Linked DNA regions of Mus musculus: all the other regions are linked to region 1. Evidence: chromatin contacts called from public Hi-C and promoter capture Hi-C data. All regions are on one chromosome and are shown on one strand. Each heading gives the region's core, a stretch centred on a gene start, on an enhancer-like site or on the middle of the called end of the contact. The rest is flanking DNA. Distances are from core to core; before and after follow the strand shown. Region 1 holds the start of Larp4b (La ribonucleoprotein domain family, member 4B). Region 2 holds the start of Ero1b (endoplasmic reticulum oxidoreductase 1 beta). Region 3 holds the start of Heatr1 (HEAT repeat containing 1). Region 4 holds the start of Klf6 (Kruppel-like factor 6). Region 5 holds the start of Edaradd (EDAR (ectodysplasin-A receptor)-associated death domain). Region 6 holds the start of Arid4b (AT rich interactive domain 4B (RBP1-like)).

Region 1 (2,887 bases), core at 50-2,549:
TTATGGAAAACTTCAAAGTTTCAGTTTATGATTAAAACAAAGTATTCCAACGCCAGTGAGAAGGTCGCGAATGGAAGGCAGATTGAGATCATTTTTCTCCGGGTCGTTTTCTCACATTTCGAGTCAGTCCAAATTCAAAGCCACCTTACACCAAAAAACGAGGGGGTTAACAAGATTACATTCACTGAAAGTCACAAGATGCAATGACCTCAACTCAACAAACTTCATGTTCTACTATACACCACTGAGAAGCAGGTGGTTAAGAGGTTCCTGGCCGGTTACCATGAGTCTTCACATTTAATTTTTATTTCTTAACTATCTCAAAGTCGGACCCGCTCAAGTCTATCAAGTGTATGGGGGAAAAGGGAGCAGCATTCCAAACACACACTCGAGCAACAGGATCCTAACTTCCTGGTTCTAAAGGAATGCGATTCCCTAATGAGCCACCTCTCCCCGCAGCAGCGAGCGCGGCTGTCTGGCCGGTCTCCGGCGGGACCGAGGGGGGCGAGGCCCCGGGCGCCGCACTGCGGGTCCCCGGGGCCCGCCCGCCTGCCCTCGGGGCGATGGTGGCCTGCGACCCCAGCCCATTCTCCTCGGGCTGCATAGGCAAACCCCCAAGAGCCTGGGAGACGCGGCCTCCGGGAAGACTCTGCACACGTCTCACTTCGCTCCAGTCCTCCCCGGCCAGGGCCGTGTCAGTCAGGTCTGACCCCGGCCCGCAGGTCCTCCCAGGTCCAGCCTACCCCGGGCTATCGGGGCCACAGTCCAGCCTGCCCTGCCGCTCCCTCCGCGGCACTGCCCCTCTTTCTGTCCTCCCCAGCGCCGGCCCCAGCCCGGCCCTGTGCCGTTCCCCTCCCCGCCCGGGCCCGGCCCTGCCCGCCACTGGCCCCGTCCCTCCGGGAAGATGGCGGCCCGGTGACAGGCTGGTGGAGGCGCGGGTCCGAGCACGGGGCGCGGAGGGAGGCCGCCCCGTCGGTGACCGAGGACCGCCCCGCTCACCTGTCAGCCGCCCGCCCCGCCCGACCGGCCGCCCGCGGGCTCGTCGCCGCAGCCCCGGTGCCCGGCGACCGCGCAAAACACGCGGGGACGGCCGAGGAGGGAGACGGCAAGAAAAGGCGGCACGGCCGGGCCGGGCCGGAGACAGCAAAGAAGAGCGGGCGCGGACTTGGCAGCGACGGCAGCCGATCCTTCCTTTTTCGGGCCCGAAAATGTCTCAACCTCGAGACTCCAGATCCCCAACGCTCCTTCCCGTTCGCATGAGAACACACAGATCCCACTTCCGGGGCCCTGCGGAAGTCCCACCCCCGCGCGGCCCCGCGCCCTACCCCGGCGCCCTCACCCACCCGGCCCGCCGACTGGCGTTTGGCGCCCAGGAGAGCCTAGCGTCATGGAGGCGCTGCGTAGCGATTGGCTAAGAGGGGACGCGAGTCCTCCCTTCTACTTCCCCCGGCCTCTCGGCGCGCACCCATCTCGCGGCATCTGTGATTGGCGCGTGCGCGCACGACGCCAATTTCCCCCCCCACACCCCGCACCGCCCCGCGCCGCCCCACCCCGCCCCGCCCCGCCCTGAGCTGCTGCGCGCGCCGCACACCTCGTCTCTCCCCGCCCATTCTGCAAGCCCCGCCCTGTAGCAGTCGGAGCGCCAGTTGTAGGCAGCTTAGCATCTTATGAGCAAGTGCTGGGGTGTGGGGCGTCCCAGGCTGGTGGCGTCCTGAAAGCGCACCCCTCGCTCCGGACCCGCTGTCCCCAGGACCTGGACCCATGTCCGGCATTTCTCTACAGCTTCCCCGACTTCAGTATGGGACAAGAATGATTTGGATAAGCAAAGAAACCTGCTCTTGTCGCTTCCCAGAGAATTGAAAATACTAAAACCCTTCTTTTATCGATTTTCTTTTAAAAAAAAAAAAGAAAAAACGTATATTACATTTACTTTACTTAAAACTTGCTGCCTACTTATCTGCGTTTATTCGCCGGTTGCTTACTGTCTATAATTCATTATTCGAAGCCATACGAATTTTTCCCGAATGAAAAAGCTCTCTTGGAACAATATCCATGGTTACCATACCATACCATACCATACCATACCATACCATGGTTCTGCTCATTGGTTTCTAGGAACATTTTTCAAATACTGAAGAGTGCATTTTGGAAGAACCATCTTTGACTCTCCTGTATTGGGTCTTTTTTGTGGGAGTTTCTTCTCTTCCTCCCTCTGGGTCTTGATGCTCAAACTCTTGGTGTTTACACTTCAGAGCAAAGGCCTTAACCAAGTGAGCCACCTCACCCAGCCTCTATGTGACACCTTGTTGCAGTTACTAGGCTTAAGACTGTTTCCTAGTTAACTATTTCACAGGCATTCTCACAGTATTTAGTCTCATAGTAACTATTCTCACGGTATTTCTTCTTCAAAGACCAGTTCTCACTATTTTTACACAGGCTGGCTCCCTCGCATTGATTGTTTTGCCTCCCACCTCCCGAGTTGGAAGTACTGCCTGGCACTATGTGCCCTACTCATTGACGTGTCTCTAAAGATAATAAATTGTAAGTAAAGCTTGCCTCTGGTACTGGAAAGAATATACAACATTAGTACTATTAATGCTTTTCCCTTCCCTGGTAGTTCTGCCTGCTGTTAACACCTCGGGGTATTTGGTGTCCGTAAATGCAACTGGTACACCTAATCCAGAGTACCAACAGGTATGTCCTTCAAATATATCTTCTCCATCTTGTCAACAAAGATCTTCATGGCTCCTTGTCTTTCCTACAGGATAACATTAAGTACTATTGCATAAAAAGAAGGACTTTCACAAACTAGTGAAAACGGTCTATTTCCTTTCCTACCCTGTAGATTGAGACACCCTAACTTTCCAATTACATTAGTGTACTAAGA
Region 2 (2,716 bases), core at 57-2,556, 3.5 Mb before region 1:
TGTTTTTTACCCCTGAGAGCTGAGGCTACAGGTGTATGCCACTGTTCCTAGCTGTTTATTTTTATCAAATCATTCAAGAGAACTCACACATGGACACAAACAGAATATTCTTGTATTCTAGGACTTCATGCTGGACACCATAACACCATGAACAAGGCAGAAAAACATGTTTACACGGTTACTCTCACAGTTACCATCATTTTTTTTTCTCTTAGCAATGAGTGTTAATTGCTTCAAACTGCATGCCCCTCATTATCAGGCCATCTGAGACACTTTTGTTTTTCTTCGGTTTTGGCTCTTCGAGCTAGCACTTTGCAGCAGGTGCAGACAAGATATAGCAGCATCTGGCAACCTGTTCAAACCTTCCTCACTAAAAGAGGCAGAGCTAACCTATCTCTTTTCAAGGCAAGAGGCTGTGCTTTGGCTTTCGAGTATGTAGTGAACACTTCAGTAATACCTGCCTAACCAAGGCAACGTCAAAGTCTACCGGACTGTCCAGCCAGCAAGCCTCACTATAGACTTAAGAAGCCCACAGTAGGGGCCTAGGCCCTCCAGTGTCATAACTGGGCTCACCTGGCATGCCACTTTGCATACGTAGGACAGGTGGATAATTATAAAGCGGGTAATGCCTATAGCTATCTCTAGAGCACAAGTTCAAGGAAATGAAGTAATGCCCCCTCTAGCCCAGGAAGAGGATGGAGGGTCTGCCTCCCTGTCATCTGAGGGAAGGATGTCAGAGGTTTGTGTCCCCAACACCTTCACCACTCAAGACTTGTGTCTCCCCGTCACCATCACAAAGATAAAGCCGCTAGCGCTTACTGGCCGTCACCATCTTCCTCTTCCGTAAACCATCACCACGCGTGTCGTGTCCCCGCGCCCGCCGCGCTTTACAGACGTTTCCCGCACTAGCCGGCGCGGTTCTCAATCCCTGGCTGGCCACTCGCACCTGCACCTCGGCCTCTCGGCGACGCCGGCGTGACCCGTCCCCTGCCTTTGGTCCTCGGGCTTACCTGAGTCTTGACCAGACTTGAGAGGAAGCTCAGGGTGACAAGCAGTTGCACCGCGGCCGCCGCCCCCTGCCCAGTAACGGCCCGGCGGAACCCCGGACTCATGGTGACCTCGGCCGCTGCCGTCGCCTCGGCCGATCGGGGCTGGGGAACGACGGCCCGCCGCGACGACGACAGCAGGGGGCAGTGCCTGGGAGCCGGGAGCCTCCAGGACCCGGGGTCTGAGCGCCGGTCTCGGGCAAGGAACACTCTACCGTTCGCAGCAGCAGCGACTGATGTACCAGTGCTGCGCGCCCCCGCTTCATCCCAGGAGGCCCCGCCCCCGGCGTCCTCAGTTATGATCACGCCCTCTGCGCAAAGCCTTCTGGGAGTTGTAGTCCCTGTAGCCCCTTGGGGCCCCCCCACAGTGGGAAGGTCTTGAAAATGGAGAACTACAGGCTCGGAGGTCGCTCTGCCTCCCTGAGGCGGGGCTCCGCGGCGGCCAATGAGGCGGGACCACGAGGCCTCCAAAACACCCAGGAGCAGGCGGGAGAGTGGGTGCTGTTTTAGGGGTTGGCCTGAGGTGGTGGAACCTCTGTTTCGTCGCTCTGAGAAACAAGACTGTCCACCCCCATCCCCGCAGGTCTTCAGGCACTATGCCAATAGCTCTTTGTCACCGCTTGACCTACTGGGGCCAGGATTTTCTCGCCAGGCCGGCCGAATCTTTGACTTGCTATTCCCAAGAGCTTTCTTTGCCTTTTTTCTCACCTCTGCAGCTACCTAAAACCACCTGGCATCTTGTCAGGAAGTCTTCAGCACCTCCTTCATGTCACATGCCCCAGAAGTATCATTGCTTGGTGTCTCCACTACTCCTCTACCAACACCAGAAAATCTATAATACATTTTAAAGGATGAAGGAAAACCCCAGTCTATACAGTGAAAAACGAAGAATCGGGATAAACGCACAGAAAAGCTTAAAGGGACATAGACTATCCCAAATGTAACACATTCTAGATGGTTTTGTGGTCTTAATTACACCTCAAATATTGTTCTGGGATTATGTAAGGTTATGTACATAAGCTTCCTGTAGTCCCTAGCAAATAAGTGATCAATTAATGGTAATCGCTAACTTTACCGATATTCCTGAGTTATAGGAAACTTACATTCAGTAGTATGTATCAATTTGTCATTGTTGATGTAACAAATGACCAGAAGGGTAGTGATTGAAAACAACCCCAATGTATTATCTTACATTCTGGAAGCCAGAAAACTAAAACAAACTGCATCCATTTGGAATATTCTAGAGAATAATGTTTCCTTGCTTTTTCTAGCTTCTATGGCCAATCAAATTCCTAGATTCAGGACCTCACATGACACAGTGGCATAGCCTGCTTTTGTCGTCTGTGCTTTCTGACCCTATCTCTCTTGTGTCCCTACATATAAAGACTTTCGATTGCATGGTGCTCACCCGGATAACCCAGGCAATTTCCTGATCTCAAAATCCTTAATCACATCTTCAAAATCTCCTCTGGCCTCTCTGGTAACATGAGAACATTCGCATCCATGATTCCATCTAGACCCACTGCATGATCTGTAGGGTCAGCCAGAAATGAAAGTCCAGGGGAAATGAGAAGACTTTTAAGGCGGAGACAACAGAACAATAAACCAGTCCAAGACCCTGGAACTTCACAGGCCATCTTCCCATGTCACCAGCTCCCTTTTCTCCACAT
Region 3 (2,886 bases), core at 292-2,791, 3.3 Mb before region 1:
AGCCAAAGACAATGACATACTTCTCAGACTTGGGGAAGAAGGTGGCAGATTTCTGTGAGTTTGAGGTCAACCAGAGATACACACTGAGACCATGTCTCAAAAAACAAACAAACAAACAAACAAACCCCCTAAACCCTAAACACACTAGACAGGAACTAATGGCACCCTATTCAAGAAGAGCATGTTCACTTGACATTCTAAACATCATGTTAACCTTTGAAATTTGTGAAAGCAATCTAGCTTACCAAGTGTTGGCAACTAATGAAGGTTTAGCTACCTGTGAATCAGCCATTCCAGACACTTCTGCGCTGGCTTGAGGAGGAAATAAGGAGACAAGTGAAGGAGGAACGATGAAATGTTTTCATCCAGCTGCTTGTTCACTGCTTTGGTCTGGACGCTGCGCTCCAAGCCTTTTGCCAGCTGGCTGAACAATGGCGCTTCAAACTGTTCAAAGGCAGGGTCAATCCCAAGAAGCTCCTCCAGGCCAGTGCATCCTAGGAGGAGAGTCACGTGTAACTTCTTTGTAGGCAAACCCAACAGATACTCTCCTGTTCTCCTCACCCCCAAGCTCATGAACTCTGTTACCATGTGTTAGACACTCTCAAACACTGGCTTTAGTTGTTAACATATAGGATAAATCTGACCCCCACTCACTAGGAGAAAAGAAAGTACTTCATGACAAGAACTCCACCCGAGCCCTTCTTTTTAGTCATTAAAACTACATCTAGTTCTGAAAGTCTCCTCTCACACCACAGTCATTGTCTCGGTTTCTTTACTTTTCTTCCTTTTTACATATTAGTTAGTTTGTGAAATTTCAGATACCATTATTTATAAATACATTCACACATCTAGCAGTATTGCTGTTTCCCACCCCCTTACCAAGAAAACAAGGTACTGCTCGGGAAGCGAACGGGGGGGGGGGCAAGAAAATACAGAACCTCCCCCCCCCCCAACTCCCCGATATCATGCTCTGGGAGCTTTGCTAAGTGAAAGGTGGCTCACCGATGGCAAAGGCGGTGTCCCTGTCGATTGTGGCCGCCTCCTTGGGGTCAAATAACAGAGAGGCAACTTCACGTCTCGATAGGAGGCTGGGATCAGTTTGAGGGAGGGCGAGTCGCTGGAGCTGCTGGGCTAAGGACGTCATCTTGCACGGAGGCGGATGTCTCAAAACACCGGCTAAGAACGAACAGCGTGAAAAGTTTTTAGGAAACGTCAGGCGCCTTAACAGATGGCAGGCCAGGGCTCATGCTCTGGCAATACAGCGCTCAGTCCTTTCGAGGACACAGAAACTTGCTTCCCCGACCCTCCAGGACCCACCACAGCAATTGCGTTAACTACGCCTCCGCAGCACCAGCTTTCCCCAGCTCTGCACCACGACCTCACGGCCCACCCGGCCACCCGTTCCAAGTCACGGCCGCGCCTAGCCGCACCGTGCTCCTCCTCACCCTGAACTCGGAATATCAGCAGGATTAGACAGCTAACAACTCCTCAGATCAGCTCCCACATGGTGCCGGCACTGTCCCGGAACTCTAAAGCACGCCTCATAGGAACTTCCGGCTTCTCACTACGGCAAGAGAAAAGGGACACCTTTGTAGAAAACGCAATACAACGGCCCCGCCTCCGTGACTCTAAGTTCCGCCTATTCAGGCCAGCCATTTAATTCCCCGCCTACTTTCCCCTCTAAGGGCCTGAACCTCAAAGCCCCACCCTCCGCTCGCTCATCCAGTTAAGCTCCGCCTTCCATCCGCACCTCTTTCCAAGACACCACATTTATTCCACGCCCCTCCTTTAAGCTCCACCCTCACGAAAATGTGCTAAGCCACGCCTACAGTACCTCCCCCTTCTTTCCAGAAAGCCACCTATAAGTCCCGCCCCTCCGCTCCTTGGTGCTACAGCTCGCTTCTCTAGGTACCCGACGCCTCGCTCAGTGTTGCTATGTGCCTTCAGGCTTAGGTCTGGGATTCTTTTTCCCCAACCGCCTTTGGGAGCTTTACGGGTGTGTAGCAGGAACCGGTCATTCACGAGATACTTATCCAGCCTGCGAGGGGCTGAAGCGCGGGAAGCCGCGTTTCTAATTCTAATGCTACCCGAGGAGGGCACAAACCTAACGTGAGTTGTAGTTCTCAGTGCAATCTGGTTGCTCTGTAAGTAGTAAACACTCGCTGAACGCAGTTACTGACAACCTTATCACCTTTGCCTTGTCTGCAGTCCTAGGGAGTGGTGTTTTTCTTATTCTGTTATTATTATTATTAGAAACATGACATTTTAATTTTTTTAAGTGAAAATAACTTTTTTCAAGATGGGAGGTGGCGGCTCACTTCTTTAATTCCAGCTCGAGGGAGGCAGAGGCAGTCAGATCTGAATTCGAGGCAAGCCTGATTTGTGGAGTGAGTTTCAGAATATCCAGAGCTGCACAGAGAAACCTTGTCTCAAAAACAAACAAAAAACAAAAACAAAAAATACACAAAACTTTTTTGTTTTCATATTCTGGTTACAGTTTCGTTCCACAACTCTTCCCAGATCCTCCAACACTTCCCCTTCCACCCAAATCCACACCGTTTTTTCTCTTTCTTATTTAGGGTACAAACATACGATGATGACGACGAAGGCGATAGGCAAAATAAAAACAAACATCAGAATAAGACAAAACAAAGAGAAGAAAAAAGTGCCAAAGAAAAAGCTCAAGAAACACATATAGAAAGAGACATACCTGCTTATACACACAGAAAGCTTATAAAAATGCAAAACCAGAAACGGAGATATATACGCAAAGGACCTATAAGGAGGGGAAAAGATGCCCTGACAAAGAATTATGAGGCAAAAAAGGTCCAAAAATGCTACAGAGTTAGTTCAAGTTAGCTCATCTTACATTGTCCATATGGTAAT
Region 4 (2,700 bases), core at 90-2,589, 3.2 Mb after region 1:
AGGTTGTGAAACCGACGGAATTTATTTGATCTGCTAATTCACTTGGAGGAAAAAAAATACCCAGAAGGGTAGAGAGACGGCCACAGAATCATCGTTTTTAAAGACAATGGTGAAAGTGTTTGAGAATATTTTTGCCACTCACAGAATCCTATGACTTAGAAGGGGTAGGGGGTGTTTCTTTTATTCCGGTTGCCCCAAATTCTAGTTCCACTAAAATGCCGGAATTAGAGATTTTTCTTGCCCAAAGTAAGACCCGAAGCAACTAGGAATGGACTCATTGTCATATGACTGACAAGTCACTTGTGTGCAAACAGCACCCCCACACACACACACCCGCCGCGCAGTCAACAAGAAAAGCAGGTAAGAAAAACAAGGCAGGCATACGTGAATGATAAGAAATTATCCAGACGGAAAAGAAACTGCAAATGGCCTTGAATTCAAAAAGAACTACTGCGTTCCGCAAGCAAAATGTTAAGACTTTTAAATTTGGGACATACAAATATCAAAACAAAACCAAAATCCTTAAATCAAATCTTTTGGTAGTCAAGGCAAGCTCGTTCGTATGACAGGGTCCAGCTGTGGAGTTTGGAGCTGGTACAAACCCCAAACTTGTGCCAAGGGCTCAGGTCTGGATCGGTCAGAATAATTTGGGGTCCCCCCCCCCAGGTGTATGCTGCTCGTAAGCTCGGAATTAGCAAAACACGAAAAAAAAATGAAGAAATAAAAACGTAGTGGGAAGGAGAGCTCGCCTTCACACAAATGACAACTCTACTCCTCGCTCCCGAAGGCTCGCTCTACAGTGCCTTCATCATTCCAGGCAGCAGAAGGACATCTTAAGATCATTACTTTATATTTTTAATTAGGCAAATGCTAATCATCATTAAAAAGATGCACTTCCAAGCACACACCATCTTGCCTGCTCCTCCGCGCGACTCCCTCCTCGGCGTACCGGGCAGGTGAAAAAAAAAAAAAAATCCGTATTTACCTGTTGCCAATATTCCTCCAGGGACGGCAGAGCCGAGAAGTAGCCCGTTTCGTGCACAATCTGTAGTTCCTGGAAGATGCTACACATTGGGAGCACATCCATGTCGGGTTGGAAAAGACAGTCCTCGCTGTCGGGAAAACAGGGAGGTGAACGATCAGGAGTCCGAGCAGAAACTGTTCCCGGGAGCGCAGGTGAAAGTTTCATGCAAACTGGATGGCGCTGCAATCGGACGCCGGGTCCGGACCCTCCCGCAGCCCGCAGCGCGCCGAGCCCACGCAATATTTGCAAACAGCGGACTGACTGCAAGCGTAACCCCTGCAAAACTTCCCTATTCAAAGCTCCGCTGCCAGCCTCCCCCCTCCTCCCCCGCTTGGCTCCCCCCTTCTCCCCCCACGTGACCAGCTTGGAGCTCCGCCCCCCACGGTACCCAATCCTGCCGCTCCTGTACCCGGGGCTGCGCGACGATGATGTCAGCTCGCACCAATCGCCGGTGCGGACACACAGCGGCCCCGCCTGGCGTGACCGAGCCTCTTCATTAAAGGCCTCCTTATTGGTGCAATTCGAACTCGGCCTGCGCTGATTGGAAAGACGTCTCACAGGCTATTTTTAGCAGGGTATATAAGGCGAGGGCTACGGCGCACCGAAGGAGTCGGCGCTGGGAGGTGTACAGCCCAACGTTGCAGAAGTGCGGCCGGAGCGGCCGGAGCTGGGGGAGCCTAGCCGGGCAACCGGGCACCTGTCCCCGCCGCCCGGCTGCCCGGTTGCACCTTCTGATCCGGTCACACGGACCGGCACCCCCCAAAAAGACCAAAGATAGCAGACATATTCCCGATCCCCCTCATTTCCTCCCGCTGGGTTCCCGTGTTCCCGGATCCTTCCCTGACCCTCCATTCTCCTTGGTCCCTTGATTTCTCTCTTTGTTCGGAGTCCCCTCCATACTCAGAGATGCAGAGGTGCCCCGGGGTGGGCGCAAACGTGCCCGCAGGTTTCCCTGTGGCGATGGGACAATAAGACCGAACAGCAGGGGGACTTGGTACTCCAGAGTCACTGTGTGGTAGTTTCTGTCTAGGACGGAGGATGACAGGAGCCTGAGACCAAAATACCCCCACTTCTTACGCAGGCAGAGAGGGGGAAACGGTAGAGCATCTCAAAAGCCCCCTACCTGACCAGTGTGTCAAAAACACTCAGTTCTCAGGAATGAATTTTACCCACTCAAAAGTTGAAAATGCAGCTTTTAAGATCGCATCCGTGACCTGGCGCCATGGCCACACTGTACTTGGAGACCTGGACATTCACAGCTTAAAACTCCCCTTTTTCTTGTTGCACAGTTTTAATTCAAAGAAGATGCAGATTTTGCTGCTAATGGGGTTTAAATCTGTTTATCTCGTAGAAGGCAGTCTCGGAGATGTCTCACCAAGGTTAACAGGCTTTCCCATGGATGTGTAAACAATTCAAATTAGGTTGAAGATGACAATTTTTTTCATACAAATTATCTACCAAAGCACACCATGATATCTAAAAAAAAAAAAAAAAAAAACGAGCGACTAAAATTTTTGAATAAAAATCCAATTATAACAACTTCGAATATAATTTTTAATGAATAGTATCCTTTTAAAAGTTGTCAAGTACGTAAAATAAGCTGAGGGGAGTTTTTCTGTTTAATTTACGAAGTCTAGAAGAGAAGCATGTGCCAGAACCATAGGCTTGTCAGGTTT
Region 5 (2,700 bases), core at 145-2,644, 3.4 Mb before region 1:
CCATCTCTGCGTGGAGTATAGAAGGAACCACAGACCAAACCTCAAAGTAGACTCCCTGAGAAAATACCCTTTCTAAATTAATTTCCCTACCTTACCTGAGCCTTTGTGGCCTCCTCTCTAAAGACCCAACTCTTCCATGGCAGCATCTTATGGAGAATACAAACCAACCCCAAGAGTGCCGTGAGCCTCAGAACCACAGAGCAGCCTGGGGGGCACCACAAAGATACATTGGCATTTGCTGTCTCCCTGAAATGTTCAGTTTATTAATTAATCTGAATTGGGTAATTTGTTAATGAAATTGTCCAGCAAATACTGAAATAATCTTTCTTTTCTTACTTCCTCCTCCTCCCCCCTTCCTCCTCTTTTTTAATAAAGCCCCACACCATAAAGTTCTTGGTGGTCTCAAACTCCAGACTCCCCTCCTGCCTCAGTCTCTTGTGTGCTGGGATTACAACGTATATCATCAGGCTGGGGCTTATGCATGCCAGGCACTCTACTACTGACCTACATCCTTGGCTGGCATCTCCTTTAAACTCCTTTTTTAAAAAGAAAATAGTTCTATGCTTATGTCCAAGGCAGATATAGATTATGTGCTTCCTTTCAGAGATTCCTATTAAATGTAACGTGTCTGTAACCTTTGTATATGGCACATAGTGAAGATGCTGCCACTAGAGCTGGAGAGGCAGCTTAGCCTTGAAAGTGCTACCACTTTTGCAAAAGACCCAAGCTCAGTTCCTAGCAAGGCCACAACCACCAGCAACTCCACCTTTAGGGGAGCTACCACCGTCTTCTAGACCCTGTAGGCACTGTACTTGTGTGTTCATACCCCTCACCCCCAATATGATTTAAAAAATAATAGAAATAACTTAAACTTTTAAATAAAATATAGCCATTTTAAAAGATCAGATTCGCCATGCAGTGGTGGCACATGCCTTTAACCCCAGCACTTGGCAGGCAGAGGCAGGTGGATTTCTGAGTTCTACAGAGTGAGTTCCAGGACAGCCAGGGCTATACAGAGAAACCCTATCTCGAAAAAACCCAAAAAACAAAAAACAAAAAAATAAAAAAATAAAAGATCAGATTCTCTGCTCTTAATTAGAATAAAATCCCATTTAAGCTAAATCTTAATTCGTTTAAGGGCCCATGGGTTCTGCATTTCTAACAGAACCGTATACTGTTTTTTTGGTTTTTGCTTTTTCCTTCAGAGGAGTAAACCAGAGACCTCAAGACTGACTTTTCTTCCCGCTCCTTTGTGTAGTGCTCACCCAGGAGGTCAGGCAGTAACTAATGCCAAAGAAACATCAAATTAGAAAGTGCTAGCGTGTGCGGTCATGCCGCCGTTCAGGCTGCCTGAAGATTAGGAAACTGTTCAAACATCAAATCGCCGGCAGGCGTCTCAGCCCGGGCCTGTGCAAGGAGCACGCTGGGAGTGCTTTGGTGTCCCAGCTGAGGACGAGATTAGGAGCCGGGAAAGCCACCCGCGCGTGCGGCAGCCAGGGGAAGGCTAGCTGAAAGGCTCTCCCAGTTGCGATCGCGTGGGACCTCCGTGGTAAGACCAGGGTTCTACGCCCTAGGTACCAGCAGGGCAAGTGCTCCGGGGGCCCCTCGGTGTCCTCTCGTGCCCAACCGCAACCCACGGAATCCTCTCCAGAGTTCTGGAGAGACTCGCGCCGGGAAGGGGCTTTGCTAATTGCAGGAAGTGAGCACGAGGAAGAAGTGGCAGAGATCAAGAAGAGGAAAGGGAGGAGGAGGAGCAGCAGCAGCAGCAGGGCAGAGCGCAGACAGAGTCGCGCATTACCACGCAAGAGGTTGGGTCCCTGCGATCCTGCTGTTCTCAGGGGTCCTAGAGACTGTCCACCCCTGCTCGGACACTCATCTGTCCTCTCCTGGTCTTCATGGCTTCTCCGGACGACCCTCTGCGCTCAGGTAAAGCGGCAAGGTGCCGCGCCCTCACTTGGGGTGTGACCACCAGCTGGATTAATGAGACTGAAAGACTGAACTTCAGTCATCCCCTGGGAGCGGTTTTTTTTTTCTTTCTTTCTTCCTTCCTTCCTTTCTTTCTTTCTTTCTTTCTTTCTTTCTTTCTTTCTTTCTTTCTTTCTTTTTTTTTTTTTTTTTTCTTTTGGACACCAGGGCGCCAGATGTGTGTCAGGCTGGATGGGAACAGCTGCGGCACGCGTCTTACCTCTCCCGATCCTACCCCTGCGCTTGCCCCTCTGTGAGCAGCAGCTGATCGCTCGCTTCCTGCACACTGCAAGGTGTGCGTGGTCCCTCTCCCCACGCGGAGGCCCGGCCGAGCGCTTTTGTTCTGGGCCACGCGGGTGCCTGGTTGAAACAAGTCAGCCAACCTTTGATAGAAAAGAACATAGGAGGGAGGATTCTGCACCCCCTTCCTTCCAGGCTCTCCCTTGCTTTCCACTCGCACATTTCCTTGTTCGTCTTCTCCCTCCTAGCTTCACTTTGCTGAGATGTGTTTGCTTCTGTGCAAGTCTTAACCTCTCCGAGCCACTATTCAACTATTATACTGTCCACAGAGCCACGAGGCTGAGCCCACATGCGCAATCCCCACCTGTGGAGGTCTCTAGTCCCCGTAGTACATTAAAAATGTGCTTTGATATCTGAGGTCAGAATCTAGATTTTTCTATCGCTTCTCCCTCATTTAAGGAAAATTCCTTTAAACGTCAACGTCCAGGAATCTCC
Region 6 (2,700 bases), core at 96-2,595, 5.0 Mb before region 1:
GTTCTGTTTGGGAAACCTGAACAGCTTGGGTGAGGTTATCTCCTAACTGACTCCATAACTTCGAAACACACAGCCTGTGGATGTTCGCTCCAGCTGACCCTGTCAGGGAAAGCTCCACACCGAGCCACTCCACACACACACACACACACACACACACACACACCTGCCTCTGCAAAACTCGCAGGCCTGCTACAGCCCCGACACTTCCTGAATTCGAAAGCCACTCAAACTGGCTAAGTGACGCCTTACCTTCATGGTGACTCTGGGGCCGCGATCCCCACGGCGACACCAGCTTCACCTGCACCTGGAGGGGAAACAAAGACACCGGGTCAGCACCACCGGCACCACCACCACCCCCGCCCCAGGCCGTAGGGGCGGGGGCGGCACCGAGCGGGGCCAGGAGCCCCGAGCAGGCACGCGCCATCCCACCGCCCCTACCGCCCCCACCGCCCGCCGCCCCATTGTCGCGACTCCACGGACTTTTCCCCCGTCCTCCACGATGACGCCATTTCTGTCAGAAGAAAACTCACAACAAGCCCAGGGTCCGGCGCGGCCTGAAGCGCGGCTGCGACCGTCCAAGCCTACGGAACCGCGATGCCCGGAGCCCCCGGACTGAGCCCTCGGTGAACCGGCGGGCCCTTGGGCTGCGGAGGCTCGGCCCCACAGCGTCCGCCCGCGTCCCGCCCGAGCCAAGGCCCACAAGTGGGAGCCGGGACCGGGCACCGAGGACATCCAGCTCCCAGCACGGCGGCCCGAGGCCGCCGGGCCCACGGTGCGGCCCGGGTAGGGCGGCTCCGGCTCGGCGCGGCGGGGGGCGGGGGTCCCAGGAGGCCGAGGCCCCGCTGCGAGCGCCGACTCAGCCCCGTTGCCATCTGCCCCGATGCGCGGCCCGGCCCGGAGCTTCCCCCATAGAAAAGAATGTCCCTACCTCGGGCACAGACGAGGTCTGAGCCCTGCGGCCAGAGCCCCCTGATCCGCCTCCCCCCACCCCCAACACCAGCAGGCCTGTGGGGAGAGAGAGCGAAGGAGCTGCGGGTCCGCCGGCGGCCGGGACTCCGGCTCCGACTCCTCCTCCTCCCGTGGCGGCGACTGGTACCTTTGTTTGGCGGCCGCTCCGGCTCCCTCGCGGGGGGAGGGGGGCGACAAAAAAATCCCTCTCGGACGGAGGTCCGGGCCCCGGTCTCACAGCCCTCCAGAGGAACACGGCGGCCGACCTTCAGCGGCTCCCTCCGGGCAGAAGTCCAGGCGGTGGCCGTCGCGGCGGCAAACTGCGGCTCGAGACTCTCCCTCCGCTCCAGCGCCCGAGCTCCTCACTCCGGACTCGACTGACGGGCAAACATCGCTTTCCCCCCTCTCTGGCCCCCCTGCCCCTTCTCCCCTCCCCTCGGCCCTTTGCCCCTCCCCTACCTCTTTCCCGGATGCCTCTCAGACGACCTAGGATTGGGTAGGATTCTTTGGAGCCCGCCTCTTCCAAGTTTCTATTGGTTTGAGCGATGCAAACAACGACGCCATTTACCCACCAGTTCTATGGAAACAGAAAGTTATCCCTCAATACTTTCTGGGAATTGTAGTCCAGTCTTCTAGGCCAATCGGTAAACTGACGGACATTAGAACTACCAAGACCGCAATGCCCACTTGCCTGCGTTCGACGAGAGAGGGGAGGGGAAGGAGGCGCGGCCATGAGGCAGAGGGGAGGTGGCATACGACGCCTGCGCAGTGTGATAGGGATGGCGTATTTTCTTGCACTGAGTGCTGCGGCGTCGCTGGCCGCTGAGGAGGGCAGAGATTTCTGTGTGAAATAGTGGGAGGGCTCCAAGGAAGCCTCTTGAAGAGCCGCAGTCAGAACAATAAATTGAGAAGTCGATGTGGGCACTGCTAGTCTCGTACCGGCGGCGGCTTCAAGTCTGAGATCATCGTGGAACCGTGAGCAACAGCGCGGTGGCAGGGGGGACCCGGATGGGGAGCGGGGGAGGGGGCGGTACGGAGGAGGAAGCAGTAAGGAGGGAGAGAGGACCCGGATGCTGACCCGGCTCGGAGTGACTGCCGGCCGGGTGCTGGGATGAGGGGAGGCAGAGGAGCTCGGAAAGAGTGGAAGGGCCACCGGTGCAGCGCAGGGAAGAAGCCCGCCTGCGAGCTTATTACAGCTATGCCTGTGTGGAGCCCTTTCTTTTCCTTCAGAGCCATCGCCCCCCGGGGCTTGGAGTCAAAGGTTCTTGCTATGCGCCTAACAGCTGAGCTCGGTGACCCATATCTGTGTCGCTAGTCTCAAGCCAGAGCCGGCCTATTTTAAAAAGAGAGAGAGATACTTTGCATGAAATTTTCAATATTGTATGAATGTTTGATGCTCAGAGTTCACCCTCTGAGATGTTAGAAGTCCTCATGTGGAAAGAGGGGATGTATAACTTCCTGAACGGAAGTCTAGTCAAAATGAAACCTGATAGGAGGACCTTTGGCTTCGAGAGGTATAGAAAGGTTTTCCTGAGAGTGTGAGAACTAAGCTTGACTCAAGAAGCCAGCCAGAGTTACTAAGGGAAGTCCCTAAAGGAAAGGAAACCTGTTTCAGGAAAAAGACTTCCCAGTAGGAAGAACTGAGGCCCAGAGAGGTGAGGTAGGAATTTTGATCCAGTACCCTGGAGACTGAAACAGGATGACCCTGTCTTCAAAAAAGGAAAAAAAAAAAAATTAAAAACAGTTTTTATC

Evidence for each region. Promoter capture Hi-C pulls out the DNA fragments that hold promoters and counts their contacts. Hi-C and Micro-C count contacts between places; a contact is called where the count stands out from the background.
Region 2: a contact with region 1 is called in a promoter capture Hi-C map of pre-B cells. The contact joins the promoter of Ero1b here to the promoter of Larp4b in region 1. A contact is called at or near these places in 2 of 39 promoter capture datasets (cranial neural crest and pre-B cells) and 1 of 484 Hi-C or Micro-C datasets (CD4 T cells).
Region 3: a contact with region 1 is called in a promoter capture Hi-C map of pre-B cells. The contact joins the promoter of Heatr1 here to the promoter of Larp4b in region 1. A contact is called at or near these places in 5 of 39 promoter capture datasets (cranial neural crest, frontonasal cranial neural crest, hematopoietic stem and progenitor cells and 2 more), 1 of 484 Hi-C or Micro-C datasets (muscle stem cells) and 1 of 115 datasets of contacts at active chromatin or transcription factors (astrocytes).
Region 4: a contact with region 1 is called in a Hi-C map of B cells, with 5 read pairs. The contact joins the promoter of Klf6 here to the promoter of Larp4b in region 1. A contact is called at or near these places in 1 of 39 promoter capture datasets (pre-B cells) and 1 of 484 Hi-C or Micro-C datasets (B cells).
Region 5: a promoter capture Hi-C map of pre-B cells shows a contact between it and region 1. The contact joins the promoter of Edaradd here to the promoter of Larp4b in region 1. A contact is called at or near these places in 2 of 39 promoter capture datasets (cranial neural crest and pre-B cells).
Region 6: a promoter capture Hi-C map of pre-B cells shows a contact between it and region 1. The contact joins the promoter of Arid4b here to the promoter of Larp4b in region 1. A contact is called at or near these places in 2 of 39 promoter capture datasets (cranial neural crest and pre-B cells).

Annotation. Positions count from the first base shown.
Region 1 is chr13:9,092,293-9,095,179 of GRCm38.p6, reverse strand. Larp4b (La ribonucleoprotein domain family, member 4B) reads right to left here and starts at 1,299. Exons shown (of 18, transcript NM_172585.3): 1 at 1,000-1,299.
Region 2 is chr13:12,564,473-12,567,188 of GRCm38.p6, reverse strand. Ero1b (endoplasmic reticulum oxidoreductase 1 beta) reads right to left here and starts at 1,306. Exons shown (of 16, transcript NM_026184.2): 1 at 1,011-1,306. The coding sequence starts at 1,112.
Region 3 is chr13:12,394,030-12,396,915 of GRCm38.p6, reverse strand. It overlaps Heatr1 (HEAT repeat containing 1), which reads right to left and starts at 1,541. Exons shown (of 45, transcript NM_144835.4): 1 at 1,446-1,541; 2 at 1,003-1,176; 3 at 278-494. The coding sequence starts at 1,144.
Region 4 is chr13:5,860,128-5,862,827 of GRCm38.p6, reverse strand. It overlaps Klf6 (Kruppel-like factor 6), which reads right to left and starts at 1,339. Exons shown (of 4, transcript NM_011803.2): 1 at 986-1,339. The coding sequence starts at 1,189.
Region 5 is chr13:12,519,144-12,521,843 of GRCm38.p6, reverse strand. It overlaps Edaradd (EDAR (ectodysplasin-A receptor)-associated death domain), which reads left to right and starts at 1,394. Exons shown (of 6, transcript NM_133643.4): 1 at 1,394-1,926. The coding sequence starts at 1,896.
Region 6 is chr13:14,062,429-14,065,128 of GRCm38.p6, reverse strand. Arid4b (AT rich interactive domain 4B (RBP1-like)) reads right to left here and starts at 1,345. Exons shown (of 24, transcript NM_194262.2): 1 at 1,097-1,345; 2 at 250-304. The coding sequence starts at 255. It overlaps Ggps1 (geranylgeranyl diphosphate synthase 1), which reads left to right and starts at 1,641. Exons shown (of 4, transcript NM_010282.3): 1 at 1,641-1,923.